2 separate regions of the Mus musculus genome follow, and region 1 is linked to region 2. The links are chromatin contacts, called in public HiChIP or PLAC-seq maps. All regions are on one chromosome and are shown on one strand. Each heading gives the region's core, a stretch centred on a gene start, on an enhancer-like site or on the middle of the called end of the contact. The rest is flanking DNA. Distances are from core to core; before and after follow the strand shown. Region 1 has its middle 59 kb from the start of Nsmaf. Region 2 overlaps Cyp7a1 (cytochrome P450, family 7, subfamily a, polypeptide 1).

Region 1 (4,173 bases), core at 646-3,145, 240 kb after region 2:
TCTAGACGGGTACACATCTGATTATGTATGGGGCCGTTATGGTTGGTGCTGGGATCCAAAACATAAATTTAATTTTTGCTTTTCTCCTGATTGGTGGTTGTTAGGAAGTGAAGTGTCAGGAGCGGGCTTGTAACCTGGGTACACAGATTTGTTGGTGAATAACATGGAAACTGGTGCTAGACACACAGTCTTGTTGGGGGCGTAGCCTGGGGCTAGGTACTGGCTTGTTAGTCAACCTTAGGTCAGGTTCTTTAAGATGGAGTCTGAACCCAAAAGATTTGGTCTCTCAAGACCAAACGTAGGAGGAAGCAGAGCTAGAGGCACCCAGGAGGGCAGAGAGCACTCTGGGAAGGTAGGCAGAGTGAAAGTTGTCTATTCCTACCCTCTGGACAACTTTCATAGGCAGGCCAGATAGCCGCAGTCAGACAATCAGCCCTGAGAGAATAACATTCCTGTAACGTTATTCCAAGACGCTGGGCAATGAAGAATACAATCTTTAGAGTGACTCTTGCTAAAAGATGAGCTACTCCAGAGGACCTAGGTCAGGGAACACGCTAGGGATGGGGAGCCCCAATGTGGTCAGCTGGAGCCCCCATGTGAGGGGGAAGTTCCAGTCAGGCAGTTTTGGAGGGGGAGGATAGGCACTGAGAAGGTGAAAGGTGGAGGTGGCAAAAGCTGGCTCAGGTTAGAAAGGTCAGGTTAGTCCTGCTCTTCTCACTCGCAGAGATGCAGTGTGGCAGCTTGAAGGGGTCCTTGCATGGATACAGTCAGGGAAGTGAACCCCAGGAAGAGATAAGAATAAAAATATGGTGGGGCAGTGGTAACACATGCCTTTAATCCCAGCGCTTGGGAGGCAGAGCAGGCAGATTTCTGAGGCCACCTTGCACCCTGGTCTACAGGATGAGTTCTAAGACAGCCATGGCCACACAGAAACCCTGTCTCGAAAAAAACCAAAAAAAAAAAAATCTGGTGCAGACTGACTTCATCAACCTGGATCAGACTCCTGAGAGGTTAATGAGAGGGAGTTCAATGTCAGCATAGTTAAAACAGTACAATTTGGGGAGAGATTTTTCAAGCAATGATCAGGTGCACAAGAAAGCTTAAGGTGTGACTACATAGAAACTCCTTTACAAAGCACACGCGACTATGAGGATGGATGGGCTCTATAGTCAAAAGGCCTAGAATCTAGTGCAGTCTCTGACCCATAGCATAGACTTGTGACATCCACCCAAAAGATGAGTAATGGCCTCTGGAGGGAAGTGAGTGGGACGATCATTTTGAGGGAATTTGGGTGGGGTTTGCTTGTGTTGACATAGGAAAGGACATTAATAAAATCCACTCAGAGCTTTCTGGGCAGGAAAACAGGTATTTTATCTCTCCATTAAGAAAGGGCCTCTGTTTGTTTAGTATTCTTGATTGTCCTTAATGCTTTTCTGTGAGTGCAAGGGCCTCTGTGTTCCCAACAACTCTGAGGTTGAAGTCAGCAGATGTGATGCTCAACTGCTGCGGCCATGTGCATTACCCACCGTCATACGACAACTCCGGAACTTCCAGGGCAGCGTTCATCTAGCAGGATGATTAGCACTCCCGAGGTTTTGAAAGTATGGATCTCAGCGCTGTAGCTGCTCCTCACAACCACAAAGCACTCCAGAAAACACTCTCCCAGGAGCAGACCAGACATCTGGGAGGAGTGAGAGAGCCTACCCCGCCCACAGACTGCAATGATAAGCGTGACCAGCAGATGTCCCTCTTTACCTACAGAGGTGAAAGCAGCTCTGGCCGATTTCACTTGTCCCACATAGACCCAACAACAGCATAAACAATGGGAAAGACAAAGTCCACACAGCGGTCCACTCCCTTTCCCCAAGTTCTGGGCATGTAACTGTCAGTTTCCAGTTTTCAAGGACCAGAAATAAACCGTCCAACGCCTCATTTTCTTTTCCGTTGGCATCTCGTCCCCTTTCTACGCTTTCAGCAGTAATTTTACCTCTTACATTTAAATAGTCGTTGTTCTTCATGCAGTTATCTGACTTAACGTATACATTATTAAATTACTGGGCAATATTTTTGCTTTACCATAATTTATTTATTTCTTCCCCCCCCCGTTCTTTCTTTCATTTCCCTTGTGTCTCCTTTCCTTTTTCTACATGTAACAGTATTCGACTCGTTAGCATGTTGTTGTTCTAAGTACACGTATTTTTATTTCACCTCTTACATTTATTTGATTTTATTTTTAGTCTCTTTCATTACCAGAAAACGTCTCTTGTTTTGTTCTTAATTGTAGTTTCTATCTTCACATGCTCTTTTTTCTTCCTTCTTTTTTAACCTTCTTCCCTACTCAGTGGGCAGCCGCTCACTGTAGTGATTTCTTCTCAGGCTATACCAGCTGCCTCCTAGACATTTCCTGGCACTGCAGAGTAGTTCTGGGAAGGAGGGGAGTGTAAGAGGCTGAAATGTGTTCCCTGAGAATTCATATTTTGAAGCTGCAACTCACAGCATCACAAAAAGGGACCGTATTTGATCACAGGCCTATAGGGAATTGATTAATAAACTGGGGTCATTTAGTTACAGCTTAAGCCCATGCAACCTGTGTTCTTCTAAGACGGGGTGATAAGAACACATGCACAGGGGAAAGACACAGGAAGAAGACAGCCACTTACAATCCAAGGTCAGCTCTCAGAAGAAATAGACTGCTCAAGGCGGGATCTCAGATTCTAGCTCTGGAATTCAGTGAAAATCTGTTTCTGTTGTTTGAGTTTGCGCTACTTTGTTGTGGTGGCAGGAGCAGTCCAAGATCCGTGCTTACTATTATTTTTATGGTCTTGGCTGTTATTTTGTTATTTGTATCACCCTGTCATACGTGCCCACAGTGCTGGCAGGGTCCTTCAGTACAATATTCAGTTGGCTATAAACTGCTTCCTACACCTGGCCTCCTGCCCATGCTTGGAAACTATTATCATTTTAATCCTCATTGCATAGCCTTCCTATTAGATCCTGATGTATATTAAAGGATTATGCCATTTTAAGCTAAATCTTGCTGATAATAGGCATTGCGCACTGGAGTAGAAATGGAACATTAATTGCAAGCATTGAGAATCTTAGGAGAAGTTTTTAATGCGAAATGCAAGTTTTAAGAGTTTGAGGCATCAAAGCTTGATCAGATGGGAGACTCCAATGCTCACACAAGAAGGACCACGCCACTGGAAGAGTTCTGGCAGATGGAAGGGCTGAGAAACTCTGTGTACACTCATTCTATTTAAAATCTCCTGGTTTGTTTAGCTTCACTAATTGAATCAATATTTCTTGTGCTCTCTTTCTCTTTAGAAAAAGCAAAAACACAGCACAAACAGAATGCCTTAGGCATTTCTGTTGTGTTTTGCCTTTGGAAGATTTTTTTTTTTTTAGTGTTAGAATTCCCTCAGTCAATCCGCAATTCTTTATTAAGTTTTAATGTGGTTTAAACTCTCCATCTGTAGGCAATTTATCCTCTCTCCAGTCTGGCAGCAGGGCCAATCATTCCCTGTAGTGTGGTTATGAGCTCCCTCTGGTGGTAAAAACTATAATGACGCATTCATCGGCAGCATCTGCATCCGTTTCATCTCTAGTGATGTCTGAGACCTGGACATCAAAGCAAAGCAATACAATGGCCGCAGACAAGTTCAGCTTCACAGTCAAGGCCATTACTCAAATGCTGCCTGTTGGAGAAGGACCTCATGCCTCTGCTAAGGAGAGCCTGAGAGATGAATTTTGTATTTGTATTGTGGATATGTTCGGCTAGTTTTAATCTAAAATGATGAGAATGAAAGATGTAGGTTTGGTGTTATAGTGTGCTCATATTAAGTCATTCTCGAAAACAGGGACATTGTGACTTTCAGGGACATCAGTAGTTCCTTTCTAGACTTTGGGGTACTAACTGACACAAGGTTAGAAGAAAGGGCTCAATGACCTCAGACTGAGATGTCACTCGCTCACAGTTCTTCTATGCATTTGTGTATGGATGCAGAACACGATCTATCTATCTATCTATCTATCTATCTATCTATCTGTCTGTCTGTCTGTCTGTCTGTCTATCTATCTATCTATCTATCTATCTATCTATCTATCTATTATTTATCATCTATATTCTATGTATCTATCATCTGTCTATAATCTATCACCTATTTATCATATACC
Region 2 (4,111 bases), core at 442-2,941:
AGGGAAGGAAAGGAGGAAACGAAATGGCAGTACAGGAGAGAATAATGTATACATTAAAATAGTCTCAGTTTATACATTGTTATGCTTGTGGCTGTTTTGCCTGTATGTATACACATGTGCCATGCACATGCCTAATGTCTGCACAGGTCAAAAGAAATTGTCGGATAATCCAGAACTAGACTTATGGGTGGTTGTAGGCCTCTAAATGGGTGCTGGGAGTTAAACCTGGGTCCTCTGCAAAAGCAGCAAGTGCTTTGAACTGCTGGGCCATCTCCCCAGCCCTGAATTTATGCTCTTGCAGGCTACATAACACACTACCTGAAATACTTCTGACAACCTACATACAAAACAAGCAAATAAAAAATAAATAAATAAACAAGCACATGGGAAGCTAAGGGATAAACGCTACTGAAAGCTGTGTCTGCTGCCAATGTACTGTTCTTGGTGACTCAGCTGAAATATATTTTCAATCTGAGCATCTAAGTCAATGGTTCTCAACCTGTGGGTCATGATCCCTTGGGGCAAGGGTGTCAAACAAGCTTTTCATAGGCTTTTTACATTACAACTCATAATAGTAGCAAAATTATAGTTCTGAAGTAGCAATGAAAACGATTTTATGGTTGGGGGGGGGGTCACCACAACATAAAGTACCACAGCATTAGGAAGGTTAAGAACCACTGATCTAAGTTAATATTTGATCTGATATATCAATCTTCACCATCAATGAGAACTAGATAGCTATCCCTCACTTTATAGAACAGTAATATTATTTCCGTAGAACACTGAACAGTTAATAATATTGGATAAACTAGTAATCAATATTTTGTGTGAGTTATTGTTGATCACTTTGGAGACTAAACATACTGATAAAGAAATGTCTCTCCAATCATTTCACGAACGTGCCATTTTTAGGAAGTTTAGGAAATCTCCCTTTCAGTCATAGGTTATCTGAGGATGCACAATGCTGTCCTGCTTCTGGGTAGAGGCATGCAGAAACAATATAAACCTCAGAATAGCTGGAGTCTAAGAGAGGTCCAATCTGGCCATCAGGCCTCTAACCGTCAGCTGCCTTGTTCTCAGGGTCCATGGCACGACTGTATATGCAGTCATAAATAGTTAGCACTTCATTTACAAATGAGAAGGGGGAGGTGTCCAAGACTCCTACATCAGGCAGCACCGTACCTAGATTTCTGTCACTATTTTTTAACTTTTTTTGATTCTTTATGAATTTTACATCATGCACTCCAGTCCCCCTCATCTCACCATCCCTCCACATCTGCCTTGTGACTTCCCTTGAAAAGAAAAGAATCAAAATAATAAAAATAGCTGTTATTATTATTATTATTGATCTTTCCATGGAAGCTGAGGCGTGTCTTGGTCTGGCACACTCTTTTACCTAAATAGCTTTCTTGCAAGTGTTCACTGCAGTGAGTCATTGGTTTACTATTTGTTTTACTATAAGCACGTGACACTTCTGTATTCTAGCAAATATGGGGACAAAGGAGGCAAAGCCTCGCTCAGTCCAACTAGCCAACCCAATCACTCTTCCTTGATGGTACCTTGCTCTCATTAACTCCTGCTGCCTGTATTCTTAAGCTTAATGGTTTTGATGGACTAACTCAAAGGTCACAGAGTGGCTGAGTATCAGAAGTGCTGCCACTGTTTCCTTTTCTGATCCCAGGCATCATCCTGCCCTCTGGGTCTCAGTCCCCTGCTGGGTAGACACGAATGAAAATGTCCCTAGTTATCCTATTGTGTGGCAGGTGCTACATACTTGGCTTAACGCACAAGGTATATGTTGAGCATTGTTATTACTGACATGGTGAATGAGGCGTAGCAGAGCAAGCATACCTAGTACTGGCAGGTTGTTTAGTTGCTCTTGATCCAAGTAAATGGCATTCCCTCCAGAGCTGAGCTCTTGGCCAGCACTCTGTAATGCTCCATTCACTTCTTCAGAGGCTGCTTTCATTGCTTCAGGGCTCCTATGGAAGGAGACATATGGGGGGGGGGTGTCCTTATTTAGAGATCTGCGAGCAAGTAAGAATTATTCATTTCTTTTAATGAGGTGGTTATGGTAGTAAGGATTGTGCAAGGAGAGATCATGGTACCAGGGAGTGTGCAAAGGGAGAGGGTCATAGGAATGTGTAAGAGTATGTATGCCAAGGGGAGACAGACAGGGAGTATGCAAAAGGGCACTGAACTGGATTCATGTCCTTGAGTTCATGCAGGGGCATTAAAGGGGCCTTGCTATGTAAAAGCAAAGCTTTGGTCAGCTCTCTATAAATTAATGATTCTAATACATGATGAACATAGTAAATCAGAAGGAATATGTCCCCTAACATACAATTACCAAGGATTGGCTAATTCCCAAGTAGGAGTTAAAGTTTATCCTTACAATGCATACCATAGTGTCAGTACTGTGCTGCCACTTGTATTGTTATTTTTTAATGGTGAGATAAAGGATATTCCATTTCAATGTCTGGAAAATGGCTTGAGGCTGAGTGTGAAACCTGATTACAGTGAACTGAGCCTCAGAAATGTTTGACTAACAAGTAGTTGTGTGACTTAAAATATGGCTGCAGCTCATATATGATATGAAATCAATGGTGCTACTTTGCTGTGAATTCCTGTGAGACAGCAGGAAAATGGGAATGCTCAAATCAGTAAGGCGTTGCCAGCCACTGCCCTTGTCACATCGGCAAGCCAGTCATCATTTAAAATGTTTATATGGTGGTGAAGACTGCAGTCATGAATTTAATTTGACATTAAGAAGAATACTATGGGGTGAAGAGCAAGACTGGGCCAGGGAACCTGCATTGACAGAGTGCTAGGCTATCTGAGATCTGTGGCTTCTGGGACATCCCTTCGATGGGACTGTGCTCTTACAAAAGGCTGCTTCTGTTATGTACATGCTAAACATTGGCATTAAGTATCACTTTCTTGATTGACGGCTCAGAAAGCTACAAGTCTTTTCAGTTTTTGAGCTAAAAATTGAACTATACATCACCATGAGGAGTAAACACTTAAATTACTAGTCACCTGATCATTTGAAATAAGCTCCAGAAGGTTGCAGGAATGGTGTTTGCTTGAGATGCCCAGAGGATCACGAGGTGCGTCTTAGCCTTCTCCATGTCATCAAAGGTGGAGAGTGTATCGTTGAGAAACATGCGTAGACGGATCAGTTCAGAGACCTGGTCCCTCATGTACAGGTTCTTGTGCTTCAAGCTCTCAGCCAGCCTTTCCCGGGCTTTATGTGCGGTCTTGAACAAGTGAATAGGGACGCCCGCCACTAGTGCCGGAAATACTTGGTCAAATTGTTTGAAGCTGTCAAGGTTGTTTTGAATAAATGCTCTTTGTGAGTCTGTCTTTGAAATATCTTTGCCAAACAGCGTTAGATATCCGGCTTCAAACATCACTCGGTAGCAGAAGGCATACATCCCTTCCGTGACCCAGACAGCGCTCTTTGATTTAGGAAGGCCCGGAGGTCTCATGACAGATTGGAGGTTTTGCATCATGGCTTCAGAGAGTGAACACAGAGCATCTCCCTGGAGGGTTTTGTTAAAAGTCTTGTTTATGTTTTCCGTGGTATTTCCATCACTTGGGTCTATGCTTCTGTGTCCAAATGCCTAGCGGAAAATAAAAACCATGAAACGGGGAGGGGCTAAACTCGGGCTAGCTAGTGTTGGGGAGTGTCTGGAAGATAGAATACATTCATACTTCTCTGCCTGGCCTTCCCTAATAGGATTTCACAGTACATTCCAACAGTAGAACCAAGACATCCTCTTCCCTTGGGGTCAAGTTTAAACCCCAGCTTTACAGTGGAACTTTTCTGGACTGCCCATCACCCTTTGGTGTTGTACTACTCTGCCTCTATATTCTTTGTGGATGCATTTTAACCAGACATCAATCTACTTAGTGACAGAGATTATATCTAATATTCTCTTTTTAAAAAATCATTAAATGCTGTTTTCTCTAGAACAGATTCTTGATGGCATCCAAATTATGTTTAAATATGTGGCCTACTTCTAAGGAATGAAACGTGTGCGTGGATTGAAGGTTAAGTGTGCAAACACACTGCTGGGGATGATGTGTAGGCAACTCTGGTGTTATG

What was found. HiChIP or PLAC-seq counts read pairs in DNA pulled down with a chosen protein or histone mark.
Region 1: a contact with region 2 is called in a FOXA1 HiChIP or PLAC-seq map of pancreatic cancer cells. The contact joins two enhancer-like sites. A contact is called at or near these places in 1 of 39 promoter capture datasets (neutrophils), 1 of 115 datasets of contacts at active chromatin or transcription factors (pancreatic cancer cells) and 1 of 9 other capture datasets (adipose tissue).

Annotation. Positions count from the first base shown.
Region 1 is chr4:6,511,441-6,515,613 of GRCm38.p6, forward strand. It overlaps the pseudogene Gm11801. Among named protein-coding and RNA genes, the nearest start is that of Nsmaf, 59 kb to the left of the region's middle. Within about 2 kb of position 1,896, at least 21 of the 459 cell types and tissues checked have an H3K27ac peak or open chromatin away from gene starts, as enhancers often do. A contact at or near this core is called in pancreatic cancer cells, where this site is marked.
Region 2 is chr4:6,269,265-6,273,375 of GRCm38.p6, forward strand. Cyp7a1 (cytochrome P450, family 7, subfamily a, polypeptide 1) reads right to left here. Exons shown (of 6, transcript NM_007824.3): 3 at 3,040-3,626; 4 at 1,852-1,982. Among named protein-coding and RNA genes, the nearest start is that of Cyp7a1, 4.3 kb to the right of the region's middle. Within about 2 kb of position 1,692, at least 3 of the 459 cell types and tissues checked have an H3K27ac peak or open chromatin away from gene starts, as enhancers often do. A contact at or near this core is called in pancreatic cancer cells, where this site is marked.